2 separate regions of the Mus musculus genome follow, and region 1 is linked to region 2. A link is a contact called in public Hi-C data. All regions are on one chromosome and are shown on one strand. The core of a region is the stretch at or near the end of the contact, and the rest is flanking DNA. Distances in the headings are between cores, read along the strand shown. Region 1 overlaps Pcbp3 (poly(rC) binding protein 3). Region 2 holds the start of Col6a2 (collagen, type VI, alpha 2).

What was found. A called contact is a pair of places that touch in the nucleus more often than the background predicts.
Region 1: a Hi-C map of cerebellum shows a contact between it and region 2, with 2.0 times the contacts expected there. The contact joins the enhancer-like site here to the promoter of Col6a2 in region 2. A contact is called at or near these places in 5 of 484 Hi-C or Micro-C datasets (the HL-1 cell line, adipose-derived mesenchymal stem cells, cerebellar granule neurons and 2 more).

Annotation. Positions count from the first base shown.
Region 1 is chr10:76,834,383-76,838,619 of GRCm38.p6, reverse strand. The region is part of intron 2 of Pcbp3 (poly(rC) binding protein 3); the gene reads left to right. Among named protein-coding and RNA genes, the nearest start is that of Col6a1, 110 kb to the right of the region's middle. Within about 2 kb of position 2,714, at least 20 of the 459 cell types and tissues checked have an H3K27ac peak or open chromatin away from gene starts, as enhancers often do. A contact at or near this core is called in cerebellum, where this site is marked.
Region 2 is chr10:76,620,685-76,625,532 of GRCm38.p6, reverse strand. Col6a2 (collagen, type VI, alpha 2) reads left to right here and starts at 2,129. Exons shown (of 28, transcript NM_146007.2): 1 at 2,129-2,282.

The sequences.
Region 1 (4,237 bases), core at 1,465-3,964, 210 kb before region 2:
CTCTCTCTCTCCTTCCCCATCCTTCTTCCTGTCTCCCTTCCTCTGTTCTCCACAGTGAGAAACAAAATTTCATAGTCATTTATGAAGGAAGACTTTATTATTTGTCACTTATGAAGAAGAGTTTCTTGCAAATGGCAATTGTATTTTACAACGCTACCATTAGGCTCCTGGATATCAACCCAAATGAGCTAAGTTATGCCCGTCTAGAAGTCTGTACATGAGCTAAGCTATGCCCGTCCAGAAGTCTGTACATGAGCTAAGTTATGCCCGTCCAGAAATCTGTACATGAGCTAAGGTATGCCCATCCAGAAGTCTGCACATGAGCTAAGCTATGCCCGTCCAGAAGTCTGTACATGGATGTGCAGCAGCCTCACTCATAACGGCCAAAAGTGTAAATGCAACAAGAGTGAATTCAATGAGTGAAGCCATAGGGAACTATGGTACATTCAGACGATATGGTTCGTTTTTCAGTGTTAGAGAGAACTGAGCTGCCAATCATTCAAAGACATGAAGAAATCATACTTAGTACCGAGTGAAAGAATATGCCAAGAACTGTATGATCCAACCGCGTGCTGTTTTAGAAAAAGCACAGCTACAGACACAGAACAAATGTGAGTGATTGCCAAGAGGTTGAGGTTGGGAAGGATGCGTGCGCAGATTACGGAGATGTTTTTAGTGCCGTGAAATTAGTCTATGTGGTACTGCAATCGTGGGTACACATCATTATACCTTCTCCCGAAGTTGAATAATATACAACAGGCATAAATCCTGATGGAGAATGTATTTCCAAAGGGAACGATATATCATAGTTGGTGATAGCAAGGGTCCTCTGGTGGGAGGTGTTGATAATGGAGGGGCTGTGAGTGTATAAGAGGATACATGGGTACCAGTCTCTTGTGAGGCCAAAACTAATCTTTGAAAGTCTGTTAAAGACAGCGAGTGGTGGTGGCGCACAACTTTAATCTCAGCACTCAGGAGGCAGTGGCAGGTGGATCTCTGAGTTTGAAGCTAGCCTGCTCTACAGAGCGAGTTCCTGGGGAGCCAGAACTACACAGAGAAAATCTGTCTCAGAAAGGAAGAGAGGGAGGGAGGGAGGGAGGGAGGGAGGGAGGGAGGGAGGGAGGGAGGGAGGGAGGGAGGAGAAAAAGAGACGGGGGAGTCTATCAGAAATTAACAAAAGCAGCTGGGCAGTGGTGGTACACACCATTAATCCCAGCACTTGGGAGGCAGAGGCAGGCAGATTTCTGAGTTCAAGGACAGCCTGGTCTACAAAGTGAGTTCCAGGACAGCCTGGGCTACACAGAGAAACCCTGTCTCGGAAAAAAAAAAAAAACAAAAAACAAACAACAACAACAAAATTAACAAAAGCAATCATATTTCCTGAACACTGTACTGGGACAGCAAGGAGGGCTCCCTTATCTCCGAGGGAGGCCATGATTTTGTTAGTTTTCCCACGAAGAGAGACTGTTCTGGATGTTGTTCACTGGTGAGGCCAAGAGGCTGACCCATGCATGCACTTTCTCACCCGTACTGACACAGCAGAGACTGCATCTGGCTCAGTGCTTCCAATGGCACCGGCACTTGGATGTTGGCTGGGTGGATGGGTGTGTCATTGACCTGTCCATCCATTTACAGTAGAAATAGCGTGGGCTTGTCAAGGGGTTAAGTTCCCTTGTCTCTGTGACTTTAAGTCCCCAACGGCAGGCTGACGCTGCGGTTCTTCCAGGGGCTATTTGTCTGGAGTGGGTGTGGTCCTCAGAGATCCTACCTGACCTTTCCTGTCCAAGACCAAGGAAGAAACCAAAGTGCGTGGTTCTGGTGCCTGGCAAGTGTCTCCACCCCAGTGTTATGATTATTTGTGGGTGGAAATGTCCAGCTGTTACATGACAGCACCATGGCCTTGTGAAGCAGCCTGGGGCAAGAGTTCCACTGGTCACATCAGTTGGGGTTCATGATCGTGTTTAGGTCCCCTGAAATGGGCGTCTAGCAGTCGCTGCAGACCAACATTGACTGCTTTCTGCTTTCTGCTTTAGGCCCCTTTAGGCAAGGACTGAGAGAATGTTCCTTACACATTGTAAGATCTTCTTCCATGGAACCCAGAATCCCTCTCAGTTCCCCTTTCAATTGTGGGCTTTGCTCAGCAAGCATCTTGGACCTACAGCCTGAACCATACATTTCCAGCAGTCATTGTCATAAATGTCTAAGCCTTGAGGGTACCACGGCCACAGGGACAACATACCCTGCTGACCCAGGCAGGGCTGACTATCAGAAAACTGTACCCACTATTCCACATTCCATTTTGCCACTTCGGTCTTTGATGCTTTGGAACCCCACCCCCACCCAAATAGCAAGACTGGGCCTTGGTGCTGCCTACAGTGAAAGTGAATGGTGTCACAGAAAGGCGTCATTGATCCGGGAAAGTGGTAACAGGCCATGGGCACTGACTGAAGTCACGCAAACACTGTGACACCTTGTTGAGATGAATTAGGCCAGCACACACTTTCTAGACTAGCCTGGAAGGAAACAGTTTCAGTTCTGTAGCGTGGTTCACTTCTGCCCTGGGAGCTAGAAATAGCTGTGGGCGATAAAGTATGGGAATGTGGGTGATTCCTGTTCACATTAGAATTATAGAGGCAGGTGCTGTGAGGGCTCAGTGCTGGGCTGTAGCCAAAGCCCAGGGCATAGTTTTGACTTTGAGGAAAGGGAGATTGCTGTGCGTGAGCAGGCCATGGTGCTCTGCTGCCACCTAGTGGCACTGATTCCACATACGCAATGACTCCTGGTATTTTTATAGTTTGCGCTTCATCAGCAAGGGTTATGAGCATGTGTTTCTGGAGTTGTTAAGTATGGAAGTCCTGCTGACCACAGCACCCAGACTACAGTAGCCAGCCTTCTTTGGGGAGGCTGGGGCTGCATCTGGGGTTAGCACCCTCACGTGCAGGGCACAGATCGGGCCTACGGCTGTGAGCTGTGTAGAGAGCCCTTAGTATATTTCATCCATCAGCTCATGGTCAGAGCTAGCATGCCTGAAGCTACATCTCTGCCGGCTTGAGTTTTTCATGTTTCTGAGGTAGAATTGCTTCTTCAGTGTGTGCTTCGTTAGTTGTGTCCCTGAACAGGCTTCCTCCTCTCTTTGCTGCGCTCTAAGCTAGACCTCGTCCCTGGAGTAAGCAAGAGGAAAGTTTGCTCAGTTAAAGTTCGTTCCTTGGATGGCTTCTGCTGGAAATCATCGTCTGTTGTAAAAGGACCAGTCATTATTCATAGCTCATAGGACGCAGCTCTTGAAATTCTCCTACCAAGGCTGGCTCACAAAGACCCTCATGGCCACATGGCCCAGGCTCATCATTGGTCCCTGGTCTCACACATGCTGGGGTCTGCAGCCCTGTGCTTGCTGCCCTTTTCTGAGTCCCCTCAGGACTCATTACTGCCAGCAGGTACCCCCATAACCACACAAGCACTTCTACTCCCTGAGCATCTCGTCCTGTTGAGACTCCCACCCAGGCATGGCTGGGAAAATCCAGAGGTAGTGGGTAAAGCCAGCTGGTTGCTGGTTCCCTTATAATGGAAGAGCCCCTCCGTGAACTGGGATGGGAAGGGCTTCATCATTAGACTGTATGGCCAAGTTGTGTTGATTCCAAATGTGCCATGCGTGGTAGGCAGATCCAAGGAATATGGCTGCCTGTGCTTATTTGGCCCCACCTTTTCTTCCAGCCTGTGGGTAGACTCTGGGGCAAGGGGACATGGGATGAGGTTGTGGATCTTCATATTCTATTCTGAGATGGAAAACATTTCGGGGTTCCTAGGGAGAAAGAAGGCCACACATATCTTTGCTCAGAGCTTGTGAGTTGTGCCTAATTTACCACCTCAGCTTCTGGCCAGCCATGACCTTCCTACCATAGCTCTCGCCCCGTGAGCCCCTTTCTCACCAGCCTGTCCACATTTCCTCCACACTTGAGATTATCTCTGGGCTTTTTGCAGTATACAGTCAAACCTGGCATGCTGAAAGCATCAGATAGTTTGCTAGACATTCATAGTAAGCAGCCAGGCCACCTGAAGCTACATGTGCGTCTTACAGTGCTTCCTCACTAAAAACCCATGTACGAAAAGAAACTCCAGAAAATTCTTGTTGCTTTGGTGCCTGCTGATGACCCTCTCTGCCAGCTCAGATGCCCTAGGCCTTTGCAGTGTGAAATTCACCCTCCTGCCTGTCCTAGAAGCTGCTCTGTTTGCCACACAT
Region 2 (4,848 bases), core at 880-3,379:
TGGTCTAGCCCAGGGTAAAACCTGCAACAGTTTACTCTCTTGTACTACAGACAATATCCCCCAATCAAGGCAGCGTCCTCTCGTTGTCTTCTGCCAGTGAATGGTTACTTTGTTGCCCCTTTCTCCACCCCTGCGGCCCTTCTGGATGCTAATGGAAATCCTCTGAGAAGCAGGGATCAGATGCAACTGACTTGGCAATGCTTGGGAAGACACAGAGCTGGTAGCCACAGGTATTGGAGCCTCTGGTGAGACAAACCCCTGTGAGGAGCTGGTGGGGAAACTTCAGCCTTGTCACTCCTAAATTGTCTTGGAGAACTAATCCCTCGAAAGATTCAGATCTTGGGATCTGTCAGCGTCCTTTTGCTGGAGAGCAGCCAAGACAGGAAGAATACAAAAGCTGAGGCATGGCCAGGTCAGCTGCGGTCTTCCATGGCTGGAGCACAAGCCTGAGCCTCTTGCTCATGGGCACCAATGCAGCTGTCACACACAGACACACCGTGACACAGACAGATGCTCTCTTTCAGGAGCGCGCGCACACACACACAAACACACACACACACACACACAGAGACAGAGACAGACAGACAGACAGACAGACAGACAGACAGAGATAGAGACAGAGAGACAAAGAAACGGAGAGAAAAAGACAGAGTCAGTGATAGAGAGAGGCATAGAGATAGAGAGACAGAGAGATGCAGAAACAAAGAGATAGAGACAGAGAGATGAGAAAGATACAGAGAAGGAGAAACAGAGGGAGAAACAGAGAGAGATAGAGAGACAAAGAGAGGGGGAGGGAGAGAGAGAGAGATGCAAATACCATACATAAGACACTCATGCATACTTACACCTCTGGCTCTAGTCCCTCCCTACCCTCTCAAAAGACCTCCAGCACAGAGCACGGCACACAGCAATAGCTGGCACTGCCCATGAAAGGCTGGTACTGATGCTGCATTGCTAATAGTCAGGTCAGGGCTCCAGGTCCTAGGGACTGCAAGTGGTAAGTGGTACAGGCTGATATCTCTCAGGCTGGGACCTGTAGGGACAGCTTTCAGCTCCCAAGAGGTCACCTTAATGGCATTTTCCTATTCCTTAGAAGAAACACTGGTCCTCCATTACTACTTAGGCACAAGGATCCAAGACACTGTGGAAGGTGCCTTGAGCCAACTTCTCAGGTGTGAGACATCAGAAGAAAGAGATGACAAAGCTTCAATGGGCAGAGGCAGGAAGGTCCTAAAGACAAGGACCTCCAGCAATATGGGCTTACCAAAAGTAGTTCCTCCCTGGACAGGAGGGGGTAGGGGGAGAACACAGAGTGGGACTGGAAGTCAGGGGCTAGATCAGAGATTTACTCAGCTGTATGAGAAACAAGCCTCATCACCCCCACTACCCTGCACCCTTGAGAACTGCCCCGAATTGAGCCCCTTCCCTATCCCTGCCTGTACTTCTCAGAGCCAGTCCTACTCCAGGCTAGAAAGTTAAGGCCCTAGCCATAGCTTATGCACCCTGCCAGCGATGTGAGCAGACCCCACTCAAAGCCGACCTCTGGGATTCTTGGAGGAAAGGGTTATATACCAATGCCAGGGCTCCTACATCTATGCCTGGTCCTCTTGCCTCTTCAGGGCCCTATCAACTTCCAGGAGCCTCAATACCAATTCAGGGCCCGCTGAACCCCAAAGACATACGTTCTTTGCATCCCTTCACTGCACTTTGAAGTTCAACCCCACATCCCGCCCAACTTCAGTCAGAATACTGGGGGTGGGGGGAGCGGGGGAGGGAGCCCTGGCCCAACAGGATAAGAATAGCTTCTACGGGGGGGGGGGGGGGGGGCTCCTTCCTTTACGTAGAGGAGGAGGGAGCTTGAGCAAAGGTCTGGGAGACCTAGGAGTCCAGAGGCTTGCAAGGAAAAATAAAAAAGTCACCAGGCACTACAGCACAGAGATGGTCCAGCTCCAACCCTGCTGCGTGTCCTGGCCACTCCCTCCCCTCGCCTTCCTTTCCTCCCCTCCCCCAGCTCATTCCCCAGCTTCATCTTAGTCCGTCCAGCAGCCCCACCCGCTGACCCCGCCCATCCGCGGGGCCGCAGCGCCCCCCAGCGGTCGAGTTTTCCAGGCATCCGCCCGCCCGGGACAGAGTTAAAGTGGGAGGCCCCTGGCTTGGTCCCCTCCCGTTCAGTCCCGGGCCGCGCCTGGGTCCCCTCCCTCCTACCCACTCGGCGCCCGCACCTCGGGCCGTCAGGACCCGGGCTGTCCTCGGGAAGTACCCAGGCATCTTCTCCAAGCCAGGTAAGCTTCTTCGCATGGTGTCCAGCTGGGACACGCGGGAAAAGGGGGAACAGGATTCGGGGGCTGCACCTCAGGGGTCTAAGGTGAGCACAGTTCTACCCAAACCGAAGGTCCTGCCCCAGGTTCTAGTCTCCAGGTGGCCCCTAGGCCTCTGTTCGACAGAGCCTGGTTGGGGTGCAGGCTTCTTATTCTAGACTCCACAGCTTTCTGCTCACCACTGACAGACCAGATCCCTGCTCCTTCCCCAGTCCTCAGAGTGTCTCACATCTGGTCAGACCCATGGCCATTGCTAGCAGGTCTGAGTTGTCTCCCAAGGGTTAAGGAACCTAAATTGCCTCAATGGGAAAATACGCTGTGACTTGAACCTGCACACAGTCCGTTGTTAGCCTCTCCGTAGGCCCTAAGGAAGAAGGGTAGTCTTCATGGGGAAGGAAGGTAACAGAGCCACTTGAACTAGTTCCTCAGATGGACTTCAAGGGTACTCTGCGGGAGGCAGAGAAGGGAGTCTCAGGTCCCAGCAGTGGGCTAGCCAGGTGCTCTCAAGGGGACACCTCGCCATCTCGAGGTACTCCCACTGTGCTTAAGGAGAGACCAGGCAGGAATCATAAAGATGAGGGTGGACCCAGGAATAATAAAGTCTGTCACTCTTGGCTCTATCCTAGCCCTGAGACTCCCTTGGGCACTCCAGTCCCTTGGGGACTCCAGTGGGCAACCTCAGAGACACCTCTCCTATAGACAGCAACACAGCCCCCTCGTGAAGCCTGGGTATTCTGGGGGTATCTCCATACTCATCTGAGGACATGGAGCCAAGTGCCATAGAGGGACAAGGTACCAACAAGGAACATTTAAGGTCCAGATTAAGTTGCTGGGTTCCTCCCCTTCCCCCAGTTAAATAGTTCTGGCTCTTGAGGCTAGCACACACATAGCAAAGGAAAAAAAGAAACAGGGCATTTGCAGCTTCATCTCACAGAAACTGGAGGTTACACAGGTGTCTGGGATCCCTTAGAGAGAAAAGGTGGGGCCAGAGACTGGGCTTGGACCTAGGGTCCCAGGGAACAGGTGATACCAATTGGGAGGGGTTGAACATAGGGGTTTAGAGCATCCATTCTGAAAGCTGTGCTTCAGTCTTGGGAACAGTGCGTTTCCCAGTGAAATGGTGTTGGGGAGCCAGCACAGACCTTGGAAGAAGTAGTCAAGACTACTGCCACTTGGGCAGTTTGTGTGCTGGAGGGTGGGTTCCTTCCTGTCCAGCAGTGATTTGCCAGCAAATCCAGTGAGCTCTTCTTTAGAGAGGCCTCTAAGGAGGTCTCTCGGCAGGGCATGGGAAGCTACGGGCATCGGAGGTTCTTTGATATGACTCTCAGAATCCAGCCAGCCTCGTTGTGTCTCTTTTGTCCATTCATGAAATCTGAGAGTCTAGAACCCCCACTGCACATGAGCAAACCTAGGGGTACTGCACATGAGCAAACCTAGGAACCCAGCCTCTGCCCTCAGTACTGGCTGGTCCAAACTATGGGCAGCATCTCCATGAGTGCCCACTGGAGATCCAAGACACAAATGCCAGATAGACAAGGGGCAGCTTCCTAGTCCACACGGCAGGGAACTGGCATAAGGAGTGGGGAGTTCTGTTCTGAGGGGCCCAGGTTCCACTCATTGCCCGTTACCCACCAGAGAAGCTGGACAGAACGCATGCCATCTACTCTCTGGCTCTCTGCTAATCTACCCATTGTGGTGTGCAATGCTTGAGGTTTGTTCTACTTAGCTATGTGGTGAGACCCTGGAGAGGAGGGAAAGGGGTGTGTGTGTGTGTGTGTGTGTGTGTGCGCGCGCGTGCGCACACACACACATATATACATATATACATATATACATATATATGTGTGTGTATACATACATATATATGTGTGTGTGTATACATACATATATATGTGTGTATGTGTGTATATATATGCATATATATTCTTTGAATAAATAAAGATGTACCCAGAAATGGAGGAGTTATATTATTTGGCAGTTCTGTTTATAATCTTTGGAGACACCTCCAGGGTTCTGACACCAATGTGCTTACATTCTCATCAGCTGTACTCAGGGTCCCAAATTCCTTTATATCCCCAATGCTTGTCATTTTCTAATTGGTTGGTTTCATGGTGTGTGTGTGTGTGCGCGCGTGCGTACATGCACACTCAAGCACCCAGATTCAAACCTAAGACAAGTTTCAACTTACTTGCACATGTTAGGCAAATGCTGTACCACTGAGCCACACCCCCAATCCTGTGCTGCAATTGTTTTTAATATTAAATAGGTGTATCAAACTGGCTATTAGGTTTCAACTTTCACCTGTAATTAATTTGAGTTTTCTTCGAAAAAGTTTTTGTTGATCTAGGCAAATATTTATGTTTTCTATTTATGGGGTTTCATTTCATAGACTTTCTCCATTTTTTTTCTAGTTTGTGTCTTGTGTGTCCTTTCTTCATCTCTATTATTCTCTGACAGGCATGGATGCATCTGTTGTGCCTTTTCTAGTCCCTTCAATTGTACACTAGGTTACTGATCTGAGCTCTTTTTG